Regions from separate parts of the Mus musculus genome. Here region 1 is linked to region 2. Evidence: chromatin contacts called from public ChIA-PET data. All regions are on one chromosome and are shown on one strand. The core of a region is the stretch at or near the end of the contact, and the rest is flanking DNA. Distances in the headings are between cores, read along the strand shown. Region 1 has its middle 51 kb from the start of Gm36603. Region 2 has its middle 96 kb from the start of Gm36520.

Region 1 (2,923 bases), core at 159-2,658, 110 kb before region 2:
TGCTACCTTACCACTGTGCAATGAACCCCACCACTAAACCCACCTGTAAGCAGCTTAGGGGGAGGGAGACAGGCAAGCTCACCTCACTTGCCACTGAGTACTGCCTGGGTGGGGACCCTTCCCCACCTTTGAACACCAGGCTTTGAACTGTTGCCCAAGACATTAACACCTTTTCTTCAAGAAGACTCCTTAATTTGACTGTTCCCCTCAGGGAAGTCTACTTGCCAAAATTCCAACAGTAATTCTGGGCTGAGATCTTGGGGGTAAATTAGTATTGGATTTCTGGGCAATTTGCCCTAAATGCTAATGTAGAAAATGCACCTGGATTAGGACATTTTTCTTCTGATTCACGGATTCTTGGCCTAATTAAATGTTACAAACAAGAAGAAAACTGCTGACTTTTCTCTTTCCAAAAATAAGTCCGTAAAATAGGTGCTGCCTGGATCACAACTTCAGAGTGGGGGCTTGGTAACATTCACCTATGTCTCTCATGTCCCTCATGGCTCTGGGCCTAGCGCTTTGAAGATGTAGACATGTCACAAACATGACCATGGAGAGAATGTGCGATGGAGCTGACGGTTCATCTTGGGCTCAAACTCTCGTCCTACCTCTTACTCACTCATGGTGGATTCTTAAGTGAATGTTGGATCCCCTGGGAAGAATTCTCACTTCTAAAAGTGGTAGTGTAACTTTTCAGGGTTTTGGTAAGCTCTGAAGAAAATAGTATATATATATATATAAATGTTCCTAGCACATCTTCCTGTGTTGATTGCATGCATTGTGACTCAGTTAGGGTTTCTATGGCTGTGAAGAGACTCCACCACCACAGCAATGCTGATAAAGGAAAACCTTCAATTGGGGCTGTTTGACAGTTCGGAGGTGTAGTCCATTATGGTCATGGCAGGAAGCTTGGTGACACACACACAGACCTGGTGCTGGAGAGTTAGCTGACAGTTCTACATCCGAATAGCAGGCAGCAGGAAGGATCGGGTCATTGGGTCTGGCTCAGGCAAGCATCTGAAACCTCAAAGCTCACCCACAGTGACACACTTCCTCCAATAAGGCCACACCTACTCCCACAAGGACATTTACTGCTTTGTTACTTTTAAAAAACAAAAAACAAAACCAACCAACCAATCAACCAAACAACCAAATCCAAGCAAACAAAACCCACTAGCTGGATTTGTCCTGAGCTGAATCTGACATGTCCCCTGTGTTAAAAGCTTTGTAGAAGTGATTGGGTCATGAGGGCTCTGGCCTCCCATGGGCTAACATCAGTGGGAGTTGTCACTTGATGGCATTGGGGGAGGGTGGACAGTTAGGAGATGGGACATAGTTGGAAGGAGTGAGTTGATGGTAAGTTACCTTTGAAGAGGGTGTTGTGCCCTGCCACATGCCACATGCCCTCAACAGTGTCTCTGTCATATCCGTCTAGCTCTCCACAGCGCAGAAACAACAGATGCAAGAGGCCTCAGGCTGAGCCCCTAGCCACTGATCCCAAGTCTTTCCTGCTTTAAGTTGTGCCTTTTGGGAATTTTGTCACAGTGAGGAAAAATGATGAACATATTACATGCTTGGTAGAAGTCAGTCACTATTCATCTAGTATAATACATCATCTTAAAACATTTTCTGAGACAATTAAATCATTGTTATAGAAATTAATGTTTCTTTTAGAGCAGTGGTGAGGGGGGTCACATATCAGACATACTGCATATTTACGAATATTTTCATTATGGTTTATAACAGTAGCAAATTTTCAGTTATGAAGTAGCAACAGAAATTATTTTATGGTCTCATGGTCACCATGGCACGAGGAACTATATATATTAAAGGGTCACAGCATTAGGAAGGTTGGAAACACTGATCTAGAGCAAATATTTTTACTTCAGGTTATTGTAAAAGTTCATAATCTAAGACTCGGGTTAGAAAAATGAGGTTACTTCTTACTGAAAAAGATTATCAGATTAAAATCTGCCTTCCTTTTTTTCCTCCACAGCAAAGGTCATTAAGAAACGATAGATTTTAAGGAAAAAAGAATGGCGGCTCTGAATCCCCTTTACAACCAGATTAATATGCCGGGGTGGACACAGAGACCAGGCTGCCTATAGATTTCTTCCTTTTAAAACATTACTGAAGGAAGTACTGGAGCCAAATGAAAAATAAATCAGAATAAAAGATTCAAGAAGGAAACCAAAAAATACAGAACATAATGGTGACTATCACGCTTACCCTATCTGACGAACAGTTCTAAAGCCCAATGCAGATATTTAGAGCAGGAGCCACATGACAACACACAACAGTTTATACACCACAGATGTATTTAGGTCAGTGAGTCCAGAGAGGAAGGAGAGAAGTTAAAGCTTGGCTGAGGATATCATCTAGATGGCTGTGTGAAAGTATTATCCAGATTCTGAGTCGTTTTGGATGGAAATATAAAATCCAGTTATATTTGTTAAAGTAAAAACTGACAAAAACTGATAACGGGCTGGGGGTGGTGGTGGAATGAGTCGTTGGGTAAAGGCACTGCCATGTCTGATGGCTTGAGTTTAACTCTTGGGACCTAAATGGCAGGAAAGAATTGATATCTGCAAATCGTCCTCCGATATTCAAAAGCACACACGTGCACATGTGTGAACACACACGCATATGTGCGCACACACACACACACACACACAAATGTTAAAATAAATGTAAAATACAGACACAAGCTAAAAGCTAAGAAAGCAATGTGCAAATTGAAAAGACAAGGCAGGAGGCCTAAGGACAACCAAGCCAGTAGTAGCAAGAACATCACTGGCCAGAAGAGAGACCAATTGTTGACTTTTCCTTCAAACAACCCATCAGTACATCAGTGACAGGCTGTGACACGGACATGTGAGCCGAAATAAACTCTTTCCTTCCCTAGCCAATTTTGGCCAGTATT
Region 2 (2,904 bases), core at 222-2,721:
TTTGAGGCACCAAGTTTAGTTGTGGACAGAACTCTTTCTAAAGGTTTCAAAAGAAAGTCAAGGCAAAATGTGCTGGTCATCATGTCATCAAACTTCCATGACTTATCCAGAAAGGAAGGGACATGGAGAGCTGGCCAGAGAAGAGACGAGCTGGCCCTTCTTCCGCCTGTGTGGCCCGGCTTACCCTGCCGCCCCACGTTTGCTTTGGTGAGAGGGACAATACACAAGTGAAAAACACTGAAAATCTGGCTTCACTCGGGTAAACAGAGGCAACATTAGTGCAAAATGATAGTTCCCATAAAATAGAAGACGGTGTGCCACACTTAAACATGTTGGCCTTTGATTGCTAGACTGTTTAAACTTGGAACACTAACTGAAAATATAGTGCTTTTATTTGAAAATGTCAATAGTTTGTATTTTGAAGGCTGATTTCAGAAACCCCAGTGCAATGGACAAATCATAGTGATCCTGTGAATGATTATAAAAAGATGGAAAACAAGAAAACGCTCTCAACCAAAAACAAAACAAAACAAAACAAAAACAAAAACAACAACAACCAGCCGGGCGTGGTGGCACATGCCTTTAATCCCAGCACTCGGGAGGCAGAGGCAGGCGGATTTCTGAGTTCAAGGCCAGCCTGGTCTACAGAGTGAGTTCCAGGACAGCCAGGGCTACACAGAGAAACCCTGTCTCGAAAAACCAAAAAAGAAAAAAAGAAAAGAAAAAAGAAAAGAAAACGCTCTCTCTGCTTCGGTTAGAAATAGCCCACTGATAGGGCTAGAGAGATGGCTTAGCAGTCAAGGACGACTTCTGCTCTTGCTGAAGACCTGGGTTCATTCTCAGTGCCAACATCAGGTGGCTCACAGCCAACTGTAAATCTAGATCCAGGGGATCCTGCACCCTCCGATCTCCATGGACACCTGCTGTACATGGTACACATAAACTCACACCAGGGTACACATAAAAAAAATCCTTCACTATTTGATCCCATGAAACTTACCCTGTAGAAATGGGTGCAGCTGTTAAACAATAGACTTCACCATTGTTAAACTATAACTATAGAATCTAAATATTAGTAACACAGGTACGTTAAATTATAGCTATAATCTTGGCAGTCAGGAACCCAGGAGACTGAGACAAAGGGATCCTTGCACGTTCTAGGAACACCCCCTGCCTCAGTTCATTCCATGGCTGGGCAGAAGCAGCCCAGGGTTATCCTATGCTAACATTCAATGCTAGAAAAATTGTTCTAATAATGAAGGAAGGATGTGTCATTAAGAATTGTAAGATTAAACCTAACATGTTCATGAGCTAGCTACACAGTGAGAGAGTGATGAGAACCACTTTGGTTGTCTCTGTCCACAGGACATCCACTAACATTTCTTCTGGAGCTAGCCTACAGGTGGTAGTTGTGTTTACAAGGGAGGGGAGTCCAGGTGTCTTGGCCCTGTGTCTGCCCTACGCTGTGACAGCTGAGTGGAGGATGTGGTTTTGTCGGGCCCACTGTAGAGGCGTATTATTGTGTGCAAGGTGTAATTGGGTATTGCTTCCTGCCTTCAAAGCCCAATCTTTACAGTTTCTCACCAGGCAACAGATCGGGGAATTGAGCAAGGACAGTAAAGAATGAACACAGCAGACTGTGTGTGACAGTAGACCAGAGCATATGGCAACACATATGCTTGGAACACACCAGAAAACGCAACATGCCCTGAGTCATAATCTCCTTGCTTCTGTCCGGTTGTACCTGATGGATGTTAACCTGCTTGGCGGTTCTCTTTATCAAAGGATGCGGTTTCCATGGGACCGTGGGAAGAGCAATCTCTCTGCTCTCACACTGGCTGAAAGGGAGCAGTGTTAGGATGAGAGAGGAGTCAGTCAGTACCTAGAAGGGTCCCTGTACCCGTTGTTCCCGTCCCCTGCTCAGTCTTGCAGATTGTATATGTGTGTAGCTGGGAGGGTGGGGGTGGCTGGGGGGTGGGGTGAACTGACCTGCAGACATACCCTATCTTTTGCCTTTCTTTAGATCCTGCCGGGAAGGCTGTTTGGGGGGCCAGGGAATGGAGCCCAGCACGCAGTATGCTGTTATGCTAAGTCTTCGAGCCTTGCCTAGACTGGGGTAGAGTTGGAGTCAGGGCAATGGAAAGGTCTAGTTGCCAACTGCGCCCTCCTCCAAAGCGCTCCTGCTGACTCTCCCTGCTCAGTCACCCCTTTGTTGACTTCCTATATTTTCACTCAGATGTGGTTTAGTGTTTTCTTTCCAAGGCATATTTTGCATGGAAGAATGCTTTCAGTGAGCTGAGGCCCTAATTGCCAAATAATGGTTGCCAAAACATGTTATTTTGGCTCGAGATGGTACAGAGCAGGAGGCGGTTTCCCCTCCTGAAAAAGAAAGAAAGAAAGAAAGAAAGAAAGAAAGAAAGAAAGAAAGAAAGAAAGAAAGAAAGAAATCCTTCCTCAGCAGCCCAAAAGGCCATTTGCAAACTCGCGACATCCAGGCCTCTGCCATGCCACGGAGCTTCCTTGAGTGAGGGTGACCACCGTCTCCAGCCATTCCCAGCCTCCCCGAGTCTCTTCCGGTGTCTGAGGAGGGGCTGTCTCCCAGCCTGGCCTTTGGCTGTGGGCACTGGGCTGAAGGAAGCCGCCAGGACTTGTCTCCTCCCCAGCCCCGCCAAAGGCTGCCTGCTCCGCCACCCGGCGAGTGTTCCCACCCGGCGTGCTCTCCGAGCAAGCGAGCAAGCGAGCAAGCGAGCGAGCGAGCGGCTGCCAGCTAACTGCAAACACCAGCCGCCCAGCAAGCACGGGGATTCCAAATAGAGACAAATCTGGGGCCCCAGGGGGAAGCTGGATGGAACTGATCAGTATGAGAGATATATCACTGCTAATTAAGTCCGGATCCCCTGGCTC

What was found. ChIA-PET counts read pairs in DNA pulled down with a chosen protein or histone mark.
Region 1: an RNA polymerase II ChIA-PET map of memory CD8 T cells shows a contact between it and region 2, with 530 read pairs. The contact joins two enhancer-like sites. A contact is called at or near these places in 7 of 484 Hi-C or Micro-C datasets (double positive thymocytes, embryonic stem cells, muscle stem cells and 2 more) and 6 of 115 datasets of contacts at active chromatin or transcription factors (double positive thymocytes, effector CD8 T cells, large pre-B cells and 3 more).

What each region holds. Positions count from the first base shown.
Region 1 is chr3:131,055,531-131,058,453 of GRCm38.p6, reverse strand. No RefSeq gene overlaps it. Among named protein-coding and RNA genes, the nearest start is that of Gm36603, 51 kb to the left of the region's middle. Within about 2 kb of position 1,408, at least 55 of the 459 cell types and tissues checked have an H3K27ac peak or open chromatin away from gene starts, as enhancers often do. A contact at or near this core is called in double positive thymocytes, effector CD8 T cells, memory CD8 T cells and 1 more, where this site is marked.
Region 2 is chr3:130,946,063-130,948,966 of GRCm38.p6, reverse strand. No RefSeq gene overlaps it. Among named protein-coding and RNA genes, the nearest start is that of Gm36520, 96 kb to the right of the region's middle. Within about 2 kb of position 1,471, at least 170 of the 459 cell types and tissues checked have an H3K27ac peak or open chromatin away from gene starts, as enhancers often do. A contact at or near this core is called in double positive thymocytes, effector CD8 T cells, memory CD8 T cells and 1 more, where this site is marked.